Regions from separate parts of the Mus musculus genome. Here all the other regions are linked to region 3. A link is a contact called in public promoter capture Hi-C data. All regions are on one chromosome and are shown on one strand. Each heading gives the region's core, a stretch centred on a gene start, on an enhancer-like site or on the middle of the called end of the contact. The rest is flanking DNA. Distances are from core to core; before and after follow the strand shown.

The links. Promoter capture Hi-C pulls out the DNA fragments that hold promoters and counts their contacts.
Region 1: a contact with region 3 is called in a promoter capture Hi-C map of second pharyngeal arch cranial neural crest. The contact joins the promoter of Chfr here to the promoter of Pdap1 in region 3. A contact is called at or near these places in 5 of 39 promoter capture datasets (cranial neural crest, frontonasal cranial neural crest, maxillary cranial neural crest and 2 more) and 1 of 9 other capture datasets (pancreatic islet).
Region 2: a contact with region 3 is called in a promoter capture Hi-C map of pre-B cells. The contact joins the promoter of Pole here to the promoter of Pdap1 in region 3. A contact is called at or near these places in 3 of 39 promoter capture datasets (cranial neural crest, frontonasal cranial neural crest and pre-B cells).
Region 4: a promoter capture Hi-C map of second pharyngeal arch cranial neural crest shows a contact between it and region 3. The contact joins the promoter of Golga3 here to the promoter of Pdap1 in region 3. A contact is called at or near these places in 5 of 39 promoter capture datasets (cranial neural crest, frontonasal cranial neural crest, maxillary cranial neural crest and 2 more).

What each region holds. Positions count from the first base shown.
Region 1 is chr5:110,134,434-110,137,161 of GRCm38.p6, forward strand. Chfr (checkpoint with forkhead and ring finger domains) reads left to right here and starts at 1,397. Exons shown (of 18, transcript NM_001289577.1): 1 at 1,397-1,501; 2 at 1,618-1,761. The coding sequence starts at 1,629.
Region 2 is chr5:110,284,951-110,287,650 of GRCm38.p6, forward strand. Pole (polymerase (DNA directed), epsilon) reads left to right here and starts at 1,369. Exons shown (of 49, transcript NM_011132.2): 1 at 1,369-1,499. The coding sequence starts at 1,438. Pxmp2 (peroxisomal membrane protein 2) reads right to left here and starts at 1,218. Exons shown (of 5, transcript NM_008993.2): 1 at 934-1,218. The coding sequence starts at 1,055.
Region 3 is chr5:145,138,581-145,141,280 of GRCm38.p6, forward strand. Pdap1 (PDGFA associated protein 1) reads right to left here and starts at 1,445. Exons shown (of 6, transcript NM_001033313.4): 1 at 1,387-1,445. The coding sequence starts at 1,399. Bud31 (BUD31 homolog) reads left to right here and starts at 1,796. Exons shown (of 6, transcript NM_001310771.1): 1 at 1,796-1,862.
Region 4 is chr5:110,175,441-110,178,326 of GRCm38.p6, forward strand. Golga3 (golgi autoantigen, golgin subfamily a, 3) reads left to right here and starts at 1,417. Exons shown (of 24, transcript NM_001347389.2): 1 at 1,417-1,482. It overlaps Gm15787 (predicted gene 15787), which reads right to left and starts at 1,064. Exons shown (of 3, transcript NR_040431.1): 1 at 877-1,064.

The DNA.
Region 1 (2,728 bases), core at 147-2,646, about 35 Mb before region 3:
CCCAACATAAGAGAGACACCTGCACCAATATAAGAAATTATTTGGAATAAGACTTTCATTTTGACTAGTGGCCGAGTAAAGTTTAAGTTCCTAAGGCCTATTGGGAATTGACATCCTACTTGGCAGAAAGAAATATGTACATGGGTACTGTGACAAGTTAGGACATGAATGTTAGGTAAGTCAAGTCCCTGCAAGTTGAGTACCCAGATCAATGGGAGCAGGGTACATATACAACAAAGACAAGTTCCTAAGTAAACCCTCTATCCCTAAATCCTGATTGGTGGAATAATTTAGCACAGATGTTTGTGGATTTTAGGCTTAAAAACTCTATATAATCTTAACTGGGGGGTGGGGGTGAGGGTCACAGTTCAGTTCCCAAATGTGAACAGTGGCCCAGCCAATCACATTAGAGATTACCTAATATCCACCCCCCAATAAGAAGGCCCACACACCCTTGACTGCGGACACCATTTCAAAAAATGTGACCCACATACTGCTTGTTTCTTCAGAATAAACGCTCTTTGTCTTTGCATATTATCTATGTCTGGGGTCTTCTTCGGCGATTTTCAGACCGGTACAAATCCATGTTCCCGGAGGCAGCCACTGCTACTTTTATATCCTTTCAAAAGTATTTGAGTAAATCTTTGTAGACATAGGCAAAGACGCATTTCCACATATATTTACAAATGTGTCTGTGTATGTGTTTTCTTTTTACAAAACAAACAAACAAACAAACAAACAAACAAACAGATGTTTAATACTTTTTTGAAGCTGTTCACCAGCAAAGACATTACTCCGAGCTGCTCAAGAACCACTGTGTGTGGACTTTGCTTCTCTGTCTTCAGTGACTTTCTTCCAGGGCATTGTTTTTGCCAGTGTTTCTCTCTCACCGGGGGGTCACCAACATGCTTGTAGCATACAACTCGGGAATGACACAAGATCCTAAGAAACAGGATTTAAAGATACCGCAAATCAGCCCTCAGAGACGAGTTACCTGTTTCTATTCTAATTGACATCTTAAATTATGCTCCTTGCGAAGGGCTGGCCCACTGTACCAAGCTTTCACATTTTGTAATCTGACGTGTGAAAATAGCACCTTATCTCGGAATTACAAGTGAGGTTTTAAGGACCTTCCGATCTATAAGTTACTCGGTCTTTTTTTTTTTTTGGCCCGAATCTAACATGGTGCCCTCCACAGCTACTTCCGTGCTTTTGCAGGAAGGTAAGTGCGCCTGCCTGCCAGCATCAAAGATGGCAACAAGGTGCACATTCTCTCATCTGCGCAGGCTCCGATCGCTCCGCCCCGCCCCCTCCGGATAGCCTTTTCTGGCACCGCTCTAGCCGTCGCTCTCGGTGGGCACGGCCGCCAGCCAATCACAGGGCGTACCGCTCTGCTCCCCTCCCCCTCGCCTCCCGTGGATCAGCTGGGGTACCCGAGATGTCTGTTGACAGCGGTGGCGGCGACTGTAAGGCCGGTTCCGGGATCCGCGCAGGGCGTGGGGTAAGCTGGCCGGCGGGTGGGGTCCTGGCTGGGGAGGCAGGCGGCGGCCAGGCTATAGCAGCGGTGCTGAGCGTTTTTTAAGTAGTCCCTGAGCCGGCGTTTCTGGGTCTCTGTAGATGTGAGTCCTATGGAGCTACACGGGGAAGAGCAGCCGCCGCCGCCGCAGGAACCCTGGGGGAGGCTTCTTCGTCTAGGCGCAGAGGAGGACGAACCCCAGATCCTTCTTTGGAAACGCGAGTGGACCATCGGAAGGAGGAGAGGTGCGGTGGCCAGAGTGGAGTGAGGACGAGGATAAAGGCTAAAGGGGTAGACAGGGATGAAGCATAGGGACCTAAAGTGGGTACCCAACTGAGAGGAGACCGAGGGCCTAGAACAGGATCGAAGACCTAGTCAGAGTGGGTTTAGATGGGGAAACCGACAGGGGGTTTGAAGTGGGAAAAGTACCCGGCTGGCGATACAGAAGCTACTGGAATTCGGGGGGTGTGTGTGTGTGCACTGTTTTTCAACCCCCCCCCCCCCCCATAAAATGGGCTTATTTATTTGTGCAGTTGCTCTTCTGGATGCTTGATGATGGATATCAGTCAGTTCTCAGTACAACTTTGTGAAATAGATCTGTAAATATATCCTTCGAAATACGATCTTGTCCTCATTACTGTACACTTCTCTTTCTCAATGAAATGCAATTAGAAATTATTAACAAAAGGAAAACTGAAAAAAGGTATGTAGAAATTTGACACCACTGTTAAAAGGTTGACGGGTGAAAAAAAATAAACCACAGGGACTTTAGAAAAAATGTTTTGTGACAAATGAGAACAAAGAATATGCTGGAAGACTAGGACACTGTTAAACCAGTGCTCTGAGGGCAACTTATAATGGCAGGGTTTCTATTTGAAAAGATCTCAAAGTCCCAGGAAATAGAATAATTTATTTAATGAACTTAGGAAACTGAGAATTTGAACAAAGTTATACACAGATCCCAACATCGATTGCTTTGGGTCAAGGACATACATTTCTTTTTTTCGTTTGTTTTTGTTTTTGTTTTTTTTGGGGGGGCGGTTATGAGGCAGGGTTTCTATGTATAGCCTTGGCTGTCCTGGAACTCACTCTGTAGACCAGGCTGGCCTCAAGCTCAGAAATCCACCTGCCTGTGCCTCCCGAGTGCTGGGATTAGGACATAGATTTCTATAACTTGTGTCCACCTTATTTTGCTAGGAGGATTGATAAAAT
Region 2 (2,700 bases), core at 119-2,618, about 35 Mb before region 3:
CTCCACCAGAGTCCTTCTCTTCACCCCTCCGACATTCTCTGAATTCTTCCCCCAGAACTTTTACACTTACTGTGCCCTGTAAACAACCGCTTCTCTTCTCTGTGCTTCTGACCAACGTCAACAACCCAGGAGAAATTTCCCTAACTGCTCTAAGTTATACATTTATCTGCCTTTTGCGGGGGTGGGGTGGGGTGGGGTGGGAAGATGGACTCGTTCTTCTTAGCTCCGAGAGAAGTCTATGCGCCTGTTCTGATCACAGCTATGTGCCCGCGCACAGGAAGCACTCTGCACACACTTATGGAAAAGCTAAGTTAATACAGAACCTACAAAATGCACTAATGGAAATGAACAGAAACAGGGATATCTCGTTAGGAAACCGAACGATGTAATTCAAAGGGCAGAGTTCACCAGCGACCGTGCCTGGGTTGCTCAGGGTTAGAATGTGTCCCTGACTCGCGGGTCTTCACAACACTCAGACTGCAAAGGCTAACTAATGCTTGGGACCCAACACACAAACAGCACTTACTGGCTAAGCAGAACGGGGTCGCACCTTAAGGAAGAACTCTGCCTTCCTCCACAGCAGTGGTTCTCAACCTTCTTATCGCTGTGACCCTTTAATAATACAGTTAGCTCCTCATGGTGTGGTCACCCCAACCATAAAATTACTTTCACTGCTACTTCTAAACTGTAATGCTGCTACTGTTGTGAATCATAACGTAAATATCTGATATACAGGATATCTGATACGTGACCCCCTGTACAAAGGTCGTTCAACCTTTAAGGGGTTCCCGACGTACAGGCTGAGATCCACTGCTGCTCGGGCAATATCTGAGCTGCTTGGTCTGCAGACGCCCCCTCTCTTAACCTCCCCTGCAGGAGAGTCTCCCCTGTCGGCACCCCTCCTTTTCACCCCACTTCCCAGTAGGCGCCCACCTGCTGACTGCTTTGGTGAGCACCGGGTAGAGCTTTAGGAGCAGCAAGTATTGGGCGAGCGCTCGCTTGGGAAGCGACCCGAGCTCGGATTCCACCCGCAGCCTGGACGCCGCAGGTGCCATCGCGGTCCGGATGTCTAAGTCGCCCCGGGCGCCCACCCAACAGCTAGGCAGTCGGGCACCCGGCCCGGGACACAGGGCACAGGGCGGGGACGGCCTGACATTTTCTGCCCTTCCTCCGCCCTCAGCGAGCCCGGCCGTCCCGCCACGCGCGCGGCCAGCTAGTGCACTCTTTTCCCCCGGTCCCTGCGACCCACCCTCTGCGCTCGCCGGAGGATTGGAGAGCCGAGGGGCGGGGCGGGGCGGGGCGGGGCGATGGGGGCGGGCCCCGGCTAGGTCCATCTGAGGCCGCGCCTTCTCATTGGCCGAAGCCGTAGCCTCGCGAGAGCACGTGGAGAGCGCGCCAAATTCTCCCCGGAGCCTGAGGGAGCTTTGGAGCGTCGCAATGGTCCTGAGGAACAGTGGACGGAGGCACCCCGAGCCGGGCGCGGATGGCGAAGGCAGCCGGTGAGAGCCGGTGTCCTGCTGCCAAGGCGCTGGCGGTAGCCGCGGCCGGAGCAAGCTTGGGCGGGCGCGGTGTCCGGGGGTTCAGGGGTGGGGAAAACAGCGGGCCCGGCGCGCGGCGCGGAGGACAGGGCGGGCTCCCGTCTTCGCCCTGTGTGGTTTCCGTAGTTTTTATTGAGATGCTAAACTCAACTCCGTGGCCCAGGCTGCTTCTCTAGAAATATCTGTGCCTGCCCTGTGACTTGACTAGGGGTGAACATCTATTCTCATCAGACAAGAAGGGAACGGGGAAAGTAAAGGAAGATTCTGTCTAGACCAGCTCGGCGAAGTAAACCAATTTATTAAACCAAAAGCCGAAACCCTTACGCATCACATCAGCAAGAGATTCTAGAGTATGGTGACAAAGGAAACTGATGTGGATATCGTATATAGAGATTGGTGACACTGTGGCAGAATAAGACTCTGTATCAGGGGCTGGTGAGATGGCTCAGTGGGTAAGAGCACCCGAGTGTTCTTCTGAAGGTCCAGAGTTCAAATCCCAGCAACCACATGGTGGCTCACAACCATCCGTAACAAGATCTGACTCCCTCTTCTGGAGTGTCTGAAGACAGCTACAGTGTATTTACATATAATAATAAATAAATCTTAAAAAAAAAAAAAAGACTGTGTATCAGAATGTGAGCACTCATTGAGTGGAAGCCCGGTTAGAGCTGAATAGTGATAGTGTTTTCCTATTATATGTGAAGCTCTGGGTTTGCTGTACAACACCTGCATAGCAGCCAGGGTAATTGACCTGGACCAGTAAGCGGTTCTTCAGTGACAGGTTCCTGAGAGAGTGATGGCCAGGGGGATGAGGAGGAGATGGAGAAGATAAGAGCATTCAGGATCAGGAGGTGTCACACAGAGTGATGGCTCATGCAAGCAAGTTTATTAGGAAGTACAGCATCTTTTTTTTTTTTTGATGTATTTACTTATTTTATGTATGTGAGTACTCTGTAGTTGTCCTGTCTTAAGACACACCAGTCAGATCACATTGTAAATGGTTGTGAACCACCATGTGGTTGCTGGGAATTGAACTCAGGACCTTTGGAAGAGCAGTCAGTGCTCTTAACCACTAAGCCATCTCTCCAGCCCCAAGCCATTTCTTCAAGCCCCCAAGTACAGTGTCTTACATAGAGGTTTTGTACCTCTATGGAAAGGTGGG
Region 3 (2,700 bases), core at 195-2,694:
AGATGCTTTAAAAAAATAATTCACAGTATACTGAAAACAGAATTGGTCCTTTGCTCCTGGGGGATTTTTTAAAATAGTTTTTAATCACTGTTTTCTCATGTTAGCCCAAGCAAGGAAACAAGCTTTGTTTATCTGCCTGCAAAGCTTCCCAGAAATCAAGACTAAGTCCATTAGCCATGATTTCATATTCAAGACTGCCGAACTGTAATTCTCAACCTTGGAGTCAGGAGCTGAAAAAAGTTCCTTTGCCTTTTAAAGATGAGACTGTGAAACAAAGACAGTGCTCCTCTAGACGCAGGATAAATCAGCAGAGAACTAGATTTAGACACACTTGGCCCTGTAGAGCCTAATATCTGAATATTGACAGGAAGCAATTTAAGCTTGAAAATCTCCAGGCAGATGTTCCTGTGGGCTCACTGCATTAACTGGCTTAACACGTGAGCTGCCAACATTTACTGAACATCTGTTCTGTGCTGGGAGCTAGCCAGGCCCTTAGAGCGATTTATTCTGCCACCGTAACTCCTGTCCGCCTGTCTCCTACTCATCCAACTAAGCCTTATTAATACCCCTGTAGTTCAGATGAAGAAAACGAACTGGAAAAGTTTTGTTTGAGGCCACAGACTTAAGATGTGATATATCTGGTATTCAAACCCCTGATTCTAAGGGGTGAAACCAATGTACGATGGGAAACACTTGTTTTCTTGGTCTCTACACACAGTAATAGCTGAACATTTAGGGGCTGCGGGGCACTGGGCTGAGTACGTGGGCTACCTAGTTTATGCCTCTCTCATAACAGGAGGAAAATATAATCAATGTCCCCCACCCCAACCCCCTTTTTGGAAACGACAAAACCGGGACACAAAGAAGTTAGGCGACTGGCTCAGAAGCACATCCTTAGTGGCTACGGTGCAAGGAGAGAATCAGAGCCAGGTCCCACATCATCAAGTCAAGGTCTTATTATGAGGCAGGCGTGGCTCCTCAAAAGCTCCACAAAAGCCACATTTTATGCTCGAGGCAGCCAGGCACCGCACCAGCGCGGGACGCGGTGACTCAGTCTCCGGCCAGCCAAATGGGAGGACAAACTTCAGATGCTCCGGAGGCTTGGCCGAGACTCCTGGGTCCTGCTCTCCTCAAGGACAAGGACCCAGCACCCGTGAGTCTCCTCAAAAATCCCCGACGGAGAGGCCCTCAACCACTGTGGTCCTCGGCTTCCCAGGCAGGACAATTGAGCGTCGAGGCCCACGCATGGCTGGGAGGCGACGGGGATGGCCTCCTTCAGCGCGGATCTCTTAGAGGCCCCAGACCCGCGGGCTGAGGGGTCCGCGGCAGCCCGCCTACGGCCGCCACTAGAGAAGCCACGCGAACCACGCGCGCCCACCCCCTCACCTCCTTTAGGCATCTCGGCTCCGGCGGCTGCAGCGGCGGCGGCGGCGCCTCGAACTGACACCGGAACCGGAAACTCCTTGGAATCGACTTCTTCCGCCCGGCTTGGTTCCCTCTCCGCGCGCCACTGACGCCGCCACCGCCGCCACGGCTGCGAGGATCTGGGACCTCACACCGAGGCCGGGCTGTCTTGGGAGGTGCCTGAATTCCTGACCAGAATATGTACTGCCAGGAATCCGCGTTCCCCGGTGTCCCTGTCCGAGGAGACACGTAGCCGTGTGGGCCACCCCTACAGGAAGTGAGAGGAAAAGGGCCGTACGGTTTACGGAATTCTACAAAGGCAGCGCCAGGGACACCTAAGATGACGCAATCTCCGCGCGAGGTGGGCGGGGCCCCGCGAGGGCCTTATTCTGAAGAGTTTGTCGCCGGAGCGGAAGCCGTCAATAAAGAAGCAGCGGCCTTAGGTGCTTGAGTTTCCGGTGAGTGTTTCTCTGCTCGGTTCTCGAGTACCGTATCTTTGGCAATGGTTACGGGCAGGAGAGCTGTGTGAGCTGCTTATGCGGCAGAGGCTGGAGTCTCCGATGACTTGCACAGGGGATGGTAAACTTGGGGCTCGCTCTTTCTCTCTCTGCGTGTGTGTTTTTTTCCCACGTCGTTTTCTCTTCCGGGACCGTTTTCTGTCTAAACACCGCTTTTTTTCTCAGATGCTGCTCTTGAGTTTTCTGCCACTGTCCCTTCCGTAACTTCGCTCTTGTTCACCCCTTTTCCCGCTCTTCTACGTCTGTAAACAGCCCAACACAACACCTCTTTCCTCCTGATCCGATCGCCTCTTCGTTTTACCTCTCCCCGGCCCCGAGAGCCTCTCGGGTTGAGTCCTCCTAGGTCAGGAGAAAGTGATTCTCTAATCAGGCTGTGCGCCCTGGGAAGGGCTCAGAGTCAATCTATCTTTTAACGTAAGCGCTGGAAAAACCAGAGCAAAGACCACTGATGGGGAAGTCAGGAGCCTCTAATCTGTTAGACTCACTGGTTGTCAGCAATGTGACCCTGAGTCCACGTCTTAAGAGTTTTATTCTTAATTTATTAAATTGTTAAGAAGGGGTGTGGGAATAGGGGATTGTAAAGTGTCAGTCACCATACAGTGGATGGGACTAAAGACAGTTTTGAGCAGATGAGTCTGTTATGCTGATAGGTTACTCTTTGCCAGCTAGAAAGCTTTATGCAATCGGAAGAAGAAGAAAACAGCGTTTCTATTTAGATTTTGACTGGCCTGCTTTGTTGTTCTAAAAAGAGAGATTTTTGGCGGCTATTTAACGTGTG
Region 4 (2,886 bases), core at 167-2,666, about 35 Mb before region 3:
ATTAAAGTGCACACGTTGAGATTAGAGGCCAACTTGTAGAGTTGGTTCACTTCTTCCACCACTATATAAGCTTCAAATTGCCAGTCTTATGCTGCAAGTGACCTTGCTTGCTGAGCCACTCACCAGGTTCAGAGAGGTCCTTTCTCAATAATCCATAAGATTGCAGAATGTCTACCCACCTGTCTCTTTATTCAGCTCTGACATCATCTACTCTCTTGTATGTCTGTTTTTTACTATTTCCCTCCAAGAAGTAAGTTTCCTGAAAGCAGACAGCATCTGGCAAAGTCCTTGGCACACAACAGTCCTCAGTAGATACAGCAGGTTCCCCCATCAACCCCTGGACATATAAAGCTGGGACCCTGTCAGTCCTTTTGTCTACCTCAAGACCCTTCAAATTTGTTCATTGACTGATGAGCAGAAACAAAAGGGAAATATCCAAACAATAGGATATTAGCAATAAGAACGAAGCACTAAAAGATGTACAACATGGATACAATTTGAAAAAGAACTCAAAGCTATACAGTATATGAACCCTATTGGTATGAAATGTACAGGCAAGGACACTCAGAAACAGAAATAATGATAAAATCGTAAACAGGAGCAAACTTTACAGCATGTAAATTATATCTTTGTAAAGCTTTGGTCATTTTTATTTGGGGTTGGAAATGTAGCTTGGAGGTGGGGAGGTTACTAGACATGTTCAAGGCCCAGGATACAATCTCGAGCACTGAAAACAAAATGTATACTTAGCATTTTCCCCATGTAGCAGTGGCAATAGTTTAATATTGTGTTGTGAGAACTTCCTCTCCTTTCCTATCTTCACATACTAGAGACTGAACCCAAGAGTTCTGAACTACACCGCAGACGTCTTTTTACCTTTTAAGACAAGTCCCACTTTATAGTCCAGTCAGTCCTCGAGCTTGTGATACTTGTCAGACTTCCTCGTGGCTGGCAATGCAGTCGCGTGGCGCAGTGTCCGGCCATGTATAACACTGGCAATAATACAAACAAGACTGACAAACACTTAGGAACAAGTTGTCAGAACTGTGGTGGAGGCGGTGTCTGGCGGGGAAGCCACGCCCCGGGGGCGTGGCCACGTGGATCGTCATACCCACCAGTCAGAAGGCCGCGAGGGGCGGGAGCGTGGCGAGTCCAACGTCACTACCACCGGAAGCGTTTTTCTTTTTTTGGGGGGGGGGGGAGGGTTGTCCTGATTTCGTCTCTTAGGCTGGAAGTTGTTCCTCTGAAGGGAAGGCACACAAAATTTTAAGTCCACTTTCTGAAGGATATCTCAATCTGTCCGGAGATCCATACCAACCCCAATTTGAAAGTGGCTACTGGCCGCTGAGGGCAGCCTCTCTTCCGGAACGAAGACCTCGCGGACCGTTTGTTTCCGGGGGGTTGCCCGAGACTGGTACCCTGTTGCGCCCCGCCCCTTGCACAGCCACGTCCTACCGGAGCCGCAGGGTTGGGCCGGAACCGGTGAGGGTTTTGGGGGCTATTACTGAGGAGGGTCGGGACCTTGTGGCAGAGGACCGTGGAGGAACTGTTGGGGCAACCCTGGCCGCGCCCAGAGAGGCGTACAGGGGCAAGGCGGATGCAGAGTCCGGTGAGGGTCGCGCAGACTTTGGGTCAGCCGCGGTCAGCTCAAGTCAGTTTTTGCTTTTACTCCGTGGGGTTGGAAACCTGCCTCGCAGCTGGGTTGTCAGTAAATGCAGAGACTGCTTCTGCACCCACGGAATGCGGTCTGCCCTGAGAGCGTTGCTACTGCTGCTTGGTTGGGTCAGCGTGTTTGAAGTCTGCTCCTTTTGCAGTTGATGACGAACGTGACATGGTGGCAAGTCGTACAGTGCGTGGGGGACTTAGGTTGTTTTGATTCTGGTGCTCAGAGGTGTTTGCTGAACATGGTCAGTGGAGTCAGTGACCAGAGAGAGCTAGGCGAACAGCTTACCACCTTCCCACGGGCGCTTACTGAATGTTTATAGAAAAAGAGGCCCTGTTTGTAAAAGGTCCCAGGATACAGTAGTGTTTTGGTCTCTGTTTTCATCACTTTCTGGTGGAGGTATACTGACAACTCAAAACAGTTGAGAGGATTAGGTTTGTGCAACCTTCGGAAGAGTTTACCTTTGAGTCAAGACAGGCCTCCATGACAAGAATCGTTTGTGCAAAATTATTGAGAGGAATGTCTCAAGAAAAGTGAACAAGAAGTGTAGAGACCCTATGGAGAGTCAGTTGTACTTCTGGATGCATGATATAGCCAGATAATGAAAAAAGACACAGCATGTGAGGGGTACAGACATAAGTAGGAACCCAATTAAAGTGGTCTCCGGTCGAGGCTAAGAAGTTTGTATTTTATTGTCAGTAGGACACTGTAAACCATTTACAAATGCCGCCTGACTTTTATAGTCCGTTAATGACTCAGATACAGTGTACCTTGAATGGAAAGAAAAGGAAAAGCCTGGATAGGGTGGCACATGTCTGTTATACCAGCTCTTGGGAAGTCAAGACAGGAAGACCTCAGCCAGCTTGAGGCCCATGCTACATAGCAATATTCTGTCTAAAAAATCCAAAAGCAGATCGGAAAGACTTCTGAGTGGTTGAATGTTATAGAGTCTGATGACCTGAGTTCCCTGGGAGCCCTGTGGTGGAAGGAAAGCATCCACTCTTCAGTTGTCCTCTGCCCTCCACACAACTGTGCGTATGAACACAGACACAAATCTGGAAAATCTTGTTTCTTCCCTATTTCTTATAAAAGAAAGGAAACAGAAGAAATGAAAGTTGCTCAGATTTAAAAATAGCTGGGTTTTGGCCAATTGCTTTAAGTAGTGTTTTTTTTTTTTCTCTCTCAAGTGAGAATATAACTGCAATTTGGCTCTTTCAACAGCT